Linked DNA regions of Mus musculus: all the other regions are linked to region 1. Evidence: chromatin contacts called from public promoter capture Hi-C data. All regions are on one chromosome and are shown on one strand. The core of a region is the stretch at or near the end of the contact, and the rest is flanking DNA. Distances in the headings are between cores, read along the strand shown.

Region 1 (2,550 bases), core at 26-2,525:
TTGATATCCCAGGGTAGCCTGAGAAGAAGATGACCAAGAGCAGAGGAAGGAGATTCAGGTATTCTGACCTCCGGCAGCATTCCCATTGTTGTAAAACCTTACTCTGATAAATAAGTTTTTGGAGATTTATTCTTAATTTAAAATTATATGTATGAATGTGGTATCCAAGACCATCCCCTGGAGCTGGAGTTATTTGAACTTGGCGAGCCTCTTGTATGTGCTGGGACCTGAATTAGTGTCCTCTGCTTGAGCAGTAAGAGTTCTAGCCGAGGAGCCATCTCTCCAACCCCTTGCAGCAAGTAATTTTATCCAGAGGAAGAGATAGGAAGCGGGGAAGGGTGCAAGAAAGAGAACACACTCATCTTTTGATTGTTCATGGGGCTAAGCCTTTCAACGATTGTGGAAAGAGAATGAAATTACCCCAAATCAGGCCTGTTCTCCTCTTGACTCTGTCTCACCATCCGTCCATTTCTGTGATCTCCTGTATAGGCGCCTACAATCTGTGCCATCCGCAAGGTGAGTCACTGTCTGAATTTACGGAGCCTTGCTTCTCTTGGTCTGATCGTTCGGCCTGGGCGACACGAAAGCAGAAGGCTCATAGATTCCGAAGCACCTCAAGGCTGGCTTCCTCTTTCTTTTTCCATTCGCAGGTCGCTTGCCCTCTCTGGGTGCACCAAGAGAGAGTAAATGACTATGAGTGAAGATGGCCGGTTTCCTGGACGCTCCCAGTCCCAGAAAGGAAAGGCACTGACCAACTCCCCTGCAGACAGGGTTTTTAAAATGACGCTGAGGATGGGAGTGGGGGTGGGGTAGAGAATGGTCCCTAAGCTCAGTTTGACTGTGCTGGGAGCTGGGTCCAGATGGCTTAAGTAACAAATAGTTTAAGAGAGAAAAGCAAGGCTTTAAGGACCAGCTGGGAGTGGTCCCAGACTTTGGGTCAGATCCAACGCAGTGCTGGCCTAGGACACCCCGCAAAAAGTCCAGATGATACTGTGTGTAAGGAACAGGTTTTAGGTGATGTTTACCCGTGTTGGGTTGATGTGAAGAGTAACGCTTAGCTCACCCCAAATGACAACTGCACCCCTTCTGTTGACATTTATGCCAGACAGTGGGATCCCAGGATGCCCTCAAGGCCTCATCGGGTTGACCCCGCCCCTTTTCACCTGGGCACGCCCCTGGTGGCGGAGACTTCCGGATTTCCCTGCCTGCCAGAGCTCCACCCCTCTGGCCTTATGCCCAGACTCCGCAGTCCGGAGCTGGTAGAACCCGAGCTCAGAGCTTGGAGAGGCTGGCGGAGCAGGAGCTGCGCGGCTGCGGAGTCCTCGTGCCTTGAGGACAGATGTGCGCCGGCATAGGGGGTGCACCAACCTGAGCTGGGGTGAAGCTTCTAGAGAGGACAAGCCGGCGACAGCGAGATGCAGCCGGAGGAGCCCTGCGCCCCGAGCGCGCCCGGCGGTCCTGACGTCCCGGAGAGAGGCCAGCGCTCGCGGGACCCCGGACCGCGCCTGTCGGGCCAGCTACTGCCCGAGCTCTACAGCTTCGTGGCGCGCGTCCTTTTCTACCTGGCACCGGTCTACCTGGCGGGCTACCTGGGGCTCAGCGTCACCTGGCTGCTGCTTGGCGCCCTGCTCTGGATGTGGTGGCGCCGGAACCGCCGCGGGAAGCTGGGGCGCTTGGAGGCCGCCTTCGAATTCCTGGAGCACGAGCGCGAGTTCATCAGCCGTGAGCTGCGGGGCCAGCATTTGCCAGCCTGGGTAAGCCGGGCCCGGCGGAGGGCTGTGGGTTTCCGAGGGGGGAGCTGGGGCGTACTCCCGGGTCTTCACGCAAGGGCCGGGCTTCAGAGAAGAGTCGGAGGTGGGACACACCCAGGATCAAAACTGGGCGTCCAGGACTCCGCAAAGTTGCTCGCGTAGGAAACAGGGCGCTTCTTCCACCCGCCTGTTGATTTAAGAACTAGCGAAGGGCGTGACACGTATATAGACACATACAGCAGTGACAGGAGCACAGGGCTCTGGTCGCCTTCAGCCGAGAGCTGGCAGGAGTGCTCCGCAGAGCAAGCCGGGATACTGCGTGGACCACTGTCCTCTCCCTTCTTATGCCATGGGCTTGAGCGGGCCGTGTGCACACTCGTAGTCCAGAGACAAACCCGCTTCCTGGTGGCGGTTGGCATGGCTATGGTTTCTCAAATGCATCTGGTCCTGAGAACCCCACCTGGTTCACGTAAAAACAAAATCTGTACCCCCAGCTTAATTCCTCGGGTGGGGAACAAGGACGTTTAGGATTGGATGTTTCGCAAACATTGACCAAAGGAGTCCGTTTCAGAGGGTTAGTGTGTGACAGATCTGCCCCCTGGAGCTGGAGGCTTCTGCTTCCCTGAGTATCTTGTATCTCAGACTCCCAGGGGAGATATGCGGAGGCCCCCCCAGACTCCTAATTTCGGCTGGCTTGAATGTTTTGCGTGTGGCCTGAACTCTAAAACGCAGCTGAATCTATGAGCATCACACCTGTCTGTGATTGAGAAGAGAACGTTAGCATGGCTTATTAATCTCA
Region 2 (2,550 bases), core at 18-2,517, 280 kb after region 1:
GTAAATTACTTGTAAGATTACAGAATAAGTGGAGTTTGGAAAGTACAGTTAACTTTCATATGCTGTTCATCTTATTCCTTGACTGTGCATGTGAGGACCTCTGCCTTCATTCTCAGACTGGTTGGTATGTGCACATGCGCAGTAGCCCTACACAAGCACTGAAGTATTGGAGCTGTAAGTGACTGAGAAGGCTCATTGAGGTGCCTCAGATAAAAAGGCAGGGCTCTGCACTGGATGTGCACACAACCCAGCATTTCATTACTAATAGACTGTCTGAGGTACAATTGAGAAACACTTGGCGTACAAAAAACCAAGAAAACTCCAGGTTGTATGGTCAGTGACAGTCATCAAATGGAATGCTGACGTGATGCAGGTGTCACAGAGACAGAATATGTAAAGGACGGAAGTCTCAGCTGAGAAACCAAAGCTAAACTGAATGACGACACACTCGTATGATCCCATTACTTGAGAGAGGAGGCAGGATGATACCCAGGCTAGCCTGGGCTATAGAGCCTAACAGCTCCCCAAACACAAAGACCGGAATCAAGAAGCTAAGAGGCAGGGTGGCTCTTGTCTATAGTCCTAGTACTTGGGGGGGTAGAGGCAGATAATCAAGAATTGAAGGTCATTTTCCAATGCATAGTAAGTTGAATTCTAGACTTCAATTTTCCTGGGATATTGGAAACAATCTAAAATTCCCAGACCTAAAGATTACAGTATATTATGTACAAATTAACTGATTTGGTTGCAGAATGGCGTCAAGAAGGAAGTGTTAGTAAACTTAAAGAGGAGAACCAAGAGTGATGTGCAGAGTGCTGTGGGTTTCAAGGGCCCACAGTGAGGCAGTTCCAGGAGGTCTGACAGGATCATAGTCTGGGTCTCAGGAAGGAAAGAGAAGGGCACAGTTCAGAAACACCACACCACCTAAAGACGTAGTCATGGGAACCTTTTCATATTGGCAAAGGGTCTCAGCGTGCAGCTTCCAGAGGCTGCTGTGGTACCCTAACCTGACACGGGCGGATTCTGCATTACATGTAGGCATTCATCACAGTACCTCCTAGCCTTGTGATGTGGCAATCCTAATCAATTAAAATATGTGTAAGTAGCAAGATAAGCTCTGTCCGTTTGTCTTCCTTCTTTATTGTCTGGGACACTAAATACTTTGTGTGGTGAGTTTGCACATTTAATGTAGCCATCATCACCACCACCGCATGCCTGGGTAGTTTTCCTCTCTAAGTCAGAGCAAAGCTTCCCTTGACAGATTGTGATGTAACAAATTAAAATGTGGTCTCTGGCACAGAGCTTGCAAAGCCTGTGTCATTTCCTGAATGACAGGAGAATCCTAATTATGGTGAGCAAGTTGGCCAGTGTGAGGGTAGGATATGTAGCACAGGCTGGCTTTGAAAACTCGTTCTTCCCTCTGTCACATCTCAAGTGCTGGAATCATGAGAGCATCACTGTATCTGACTGGAGGATCTTTTAGTATACAAATTGACCCAGTCCCTAGTTCTGAGAGAACTTCCAAAACTCTTCGTGTCTGTGTAGTGGTTGAAGAGTTTCATCTTGTTCTGTTGATATTGTTTTTAAATTAATGAGTTTACCAGTAGCTAAAAAGCCCCTAACCCTACATAGCTCTAGGATAAGGGCTAGTTATCAGAGGAACCACTAATGTGGGCTAAATCCTGGTCTCACTTGATGACCACAAGATTAGGCAAGAGACTAGAGACCAATGTAATGACCAGTGGCCAGGGATTAATTATTCATGTCTACTTTGAACTCTTAATCAAAGTTCTCTAACAAGGTAGGTGTGGAGTTGGTGCAGCAGTTAAGAGTACTACCTGCTCTTTTACAGGACTCAGCTTTGGTTCCCAGACCCCATATGGCAGCTCATGACTGTCTTAACTGCATTCCAGGGGATTTGGTGCCCTCTTTTGGCCTCTGCAAACACCTGACAGTCATACAGTGTGCTTACATGTGTACAAGGAAATACACTCATGTATATGAATTCAAACAACAAAACTATAGTAGCTGGAGAGATGGCTCAGTGGTTAAGAAAACTGCCTGCGGGCTGGGGAGACGGCTCTTCCAAAGGTCCTGAGTTCAAATCCCAGCAACCACATGGTGACTCACAACCATCTGTAACAAAAATCTGATGCCCTCTTCTGGAGTGTCTGAAGACAGCTACAGTGTACACACATATAATAGATAGATAGATAGATAGATAGATAGATAGATAGATAGATAGATAGATAGATAGATGAAGAGAACTACAGTATACACACATATACTAGATAGATAGATAGATAGATAGATAGATAGATAGATAGATCTTAAAAAAAAAGAAAAAAGAAAAAGAAAACTGCCTGCTGTTCCAGAATGCCAGGGTTCAATTTCCAGCACCTAGATAGCAGCTAATAACCACTTGTGACTCTAATTCCAGGGGACACACAGACTTATGTGCAGGCAAACATCTACACATATAAAATTTAATTTAAAAACAACAACAAAAATTCTTAGCTCGTAGTTCACATGGACGCTGGGTTGGCCACT
Region 3 (2,550 bases), core at 27-2,526, 270 kb before region 1:
AGCTCCCAAATGCACAAGATTTCTGTTCTCAATTTAAGGCATGCAGCTAAAACAGTGGTTCTCAACCTGTGGGTCGCGACCCCCGAGGAATCTCAGGTATTTTTCATGTCCGATATTTACATTAACAATTCATAACCGTAACGACATTACAGTTATGAAGCAGAATGAAATAACTTTATGGCTGGGGGAATCACTATAACATGAGGAACTGTATTAAAGGCCTGCAGCATTAGGAAGGTTCTGTACTTTAATGATCTAAAACCATTTCCACAGGAGGGAGCAAGCAGACAGACAGACAACCTTCTCTGAGCAGGGTAGTTTTCCCCTGCCAGACCACACCTTGGGGAAGGAAGTGACCATCTTGCTGAACACTTACAGACAGATGGGAGAGCAGGGTTGGAACATCTCACACTCCCTAGGCCTAATCCTGTTAGAAACCAATTCCTGGAGACATGGCCAGGACAGCACCGGCCCTGGGCCCTTCAGGACCGTTGTGAAGGCAATTCTACCAGGCCCTGTCCTCTGATCCTGCCTGGTACACACTTGCCCTGTGGACTTCTACTCTCATCCACCCCTAAGTCTGTGCTCCCGTTAAACTTCAGCCCGGGACCGGAAGCGGAGGAACCTAGACACGCCAATCTTTATTTAAAAATCATCTCGTTAGTAACCGAACCCCACTTCCCACAGAACTCGGATCTGCAGTCCCTTAGATCGCTTTACTGTTTTCAAAAACTGCATTTCCCAAGACCACACTCCTGAAAACGCCGAGGGTTGGGTGTCAGACATCCCCCATTCCGCGCCTCCGTGTCTCCTGGCATGCGAGCTCTTCCCCCCCGCAGGGTACCTCAGTCCTGCACAATCCGAAGCCGCTGGGATAAAGGGATGGAGGCACAGGGAGCGGGACGTCGTGAAGCACCCTCGACCACGCAGCTCCTTTCCTCGCTTGGCTACCGCAGCCACTAATGTTTAACCTGCGCGCGCAGCGGCCAAGTAGCTCCGCCTGGAACCGCGCTCCCTCCGGCGGCTCCCCGCTGGATTCCAGACATAGTTTTCCTGGGAGGCCTGTGGCAGTCTGGGGGTCACCCGGAACAAGGGCCGGCGACTGGAGGTCTTAGAGGTTCCCACGTCCCGACTCACCCCATCCGCAAGTCCAGACTCACTCCATCTCCTACAGTGCAGCCCGAGGATGCTGCCAGCCGCGCGGACCCTACGCGTCTCTCCCCGCCAGTAGCTCAGGCCTGGGGTCTGCGGTGCTTCCCACCCCAACCCCTACCCCCAGCCCATCCACCCACAGCAGAGGCGGAGCCTCTCCCCAGAGCCCGGGAACAGCTATTTTTAGAGTTGCAAGGGAGGGGGGTTGGGGGGAAGGAGGGAGTGCTGCTTTGAATTCGTTAAGGAAATCCAGCATCCAAGTTCCCAGGCCTTGATGAGCGGCAGGACAGACTCTGTCACCATCCCTTCACTTCACATGGCAGGATGCAGCGACTGTTGGCAAGCCCGCAAAATTAAAGGAATTTGACCTGAGCCACATTAGGAGACCCATAGGTGTGCTCCAATTTGATCAGATGGCAATCACCTTTCAGATCCCTTATCCATTAACGTTGCCCAGAAAGCTCCGGCAGGAGTTGGGGGTATTATATTTTCTCTCCTGATTATAGATCCCTGCCCCCTCTCGTTGGGACTCTCATCTCGTGACTTTAAGTTCTGGGAGGGTTTGTTGTATCTTAGGGCCTTTCTCTCAACACAGCTTCAAAATGCCAAGCTCTGCATCTTGGGGACAGCAAGGACAAAAGCCCTAGGAATAAACGTTGCCAAGGGTGGGGAGAAACTCAAATTTCTGTGCGTTATTGATGGGAATTCAAAATGGTACTGCCACTGTGGGAAACAAAATGGTTTGCCATGATTCAGCACTATTTGAAAATATTACAAGGATTAGGAGGTATAGCCTTGTTGGAGAAAGTGTGACACTGGAGGTGGGCTTTGAGGTTTCAAAACGCCCATGTCAGACCCAGTCTTCGCCCACCCTTACGGGTCAGGTGGGTCAGGATGTAACTCTTAACTATTTCTCCAACACCAGGCCTGCCTGCTACCATACTCCCTGCAATTATGATAAATGGACTAAGCCTCTGATACTGTAAGCAAGCCTCCAGTTAAGTACTTTTCTTTTTCATAAGAGTTACCTTGGTCATGGGGTCTCTTCTCAGCAACAGAATAATAAATAAGGCACATGTCTAGATCTATATCCAAAGAAGCTTAAAGCAAGACCCCAAACAAACTCTTGGACACTTGTATTTAATGAGCTGTCAAAATGGCTCAGCAGGTAAAGGGCTTTGTCATCAAGTCGGATATCCTGGATTGGATTCCTGTAACCCACACCGTGGAAGGAAACAACTCCTGAAACTTGTCCTCTGACATCTGTATATACAGATATGTGCGTGCGCGCACACACACACAATGTACAATAAAATAATAACATTATTTACAACAGCCAAAATGTGGAAGTAATCCAAGCGCCCATGGGCAGCTGATTGGCTAAGAACACGTGGCTTA

What was found. Promoter capture Hi-C pulls out the DNA fragments that hold promoters and counts their contacts. Capture Hi-C pulls out chosen DNA fragments and counts their contacts.
Region 2: a contact with region 1 is called in a promoter capture Hi-C map of hematopoietic stem and progenitor cells, with 4 times the contacts expected there. The contact joins the enhancer-like site here to the promoter of Esyt3 in region 1. A contact is called at or near these places in 10 of 39 promoter capture datasets (the C10 cell line, the HPC-7 cell line, the SN4741 cell line and 6 more), 1 of 15 datasets of contacts at CTCF or cohesin (the NIH/3T3 cell line), 4 of 484 Hi-C or Micro-C datasets (the F1.1 cell line, cochlea, nephron progenitors and 1 more), 4 of 115 datasets of contacts at active chromatin or transcription factors (differentiating embryonic stem cells, embryonic forebrain, embryonic stem cells and 1 more) and 3 of 9 other capture datasets (adipose tissue, liver and pancreatic islet).
Region 3: a promoter capture Hi-C map of liver shows a contact between it and region 1. The contact joins the promoter of Dzip1l here to the promoter of Esyt3 in region 1. A contact is called at or near these places in 1 of 39 promoter capture datasets (HPC-7-derived erythroid cells), 1 of 115 datasets of contacts at active chromatin or transcription factors (pancreatic cancer cells) and 2 of 9 other capture datasets (liver and pancreatic islet).

Annotation. Positions count from the first base shown.
Region 1 is chr9:99,357,255-99,359,804 of GRCm38.p6, reverse strand. It overlaps Esyt3 (extended synaptotagmin-like protein 3), which reads left to right and starts at 1,275. Exons shown (of 23, transcript NM_177775.3): 1 at 1,275-1,754. The coding sequence starts at 1,416.
Region 2 is chr9:99,080,233-99,082,782 of GRCm38.p6, reverse strand. All of the region lies in intron 8 of Pik3cb (phosphatidylinositol-4,5-bisphosphate 3-kinase catalytic subunit beta), which reads left to right. Among named protein-coding and RNA genes, the nearest start is that of Gm1123, 46 kb to the right of the region's middle. Within about 2 kb of position 1,267, at least 21 of the 459 cell types and tissues checked have an H3K27ac peak or open chromatin away from gene starts, as enhancers often do. A contact at or near this core is called in hematopoietic stem and progenitor cells, where this site is marked.
Region 3 is chr9:99,628,257-99,630,806 of GRCm38.p6, reverse strand. Dzip1l (DAZ interacting protein 1-like) reads right to left here and starts at 1,276. Exons shown (of 16, transcript NM_028258.4): 1 at 1,138-1,276.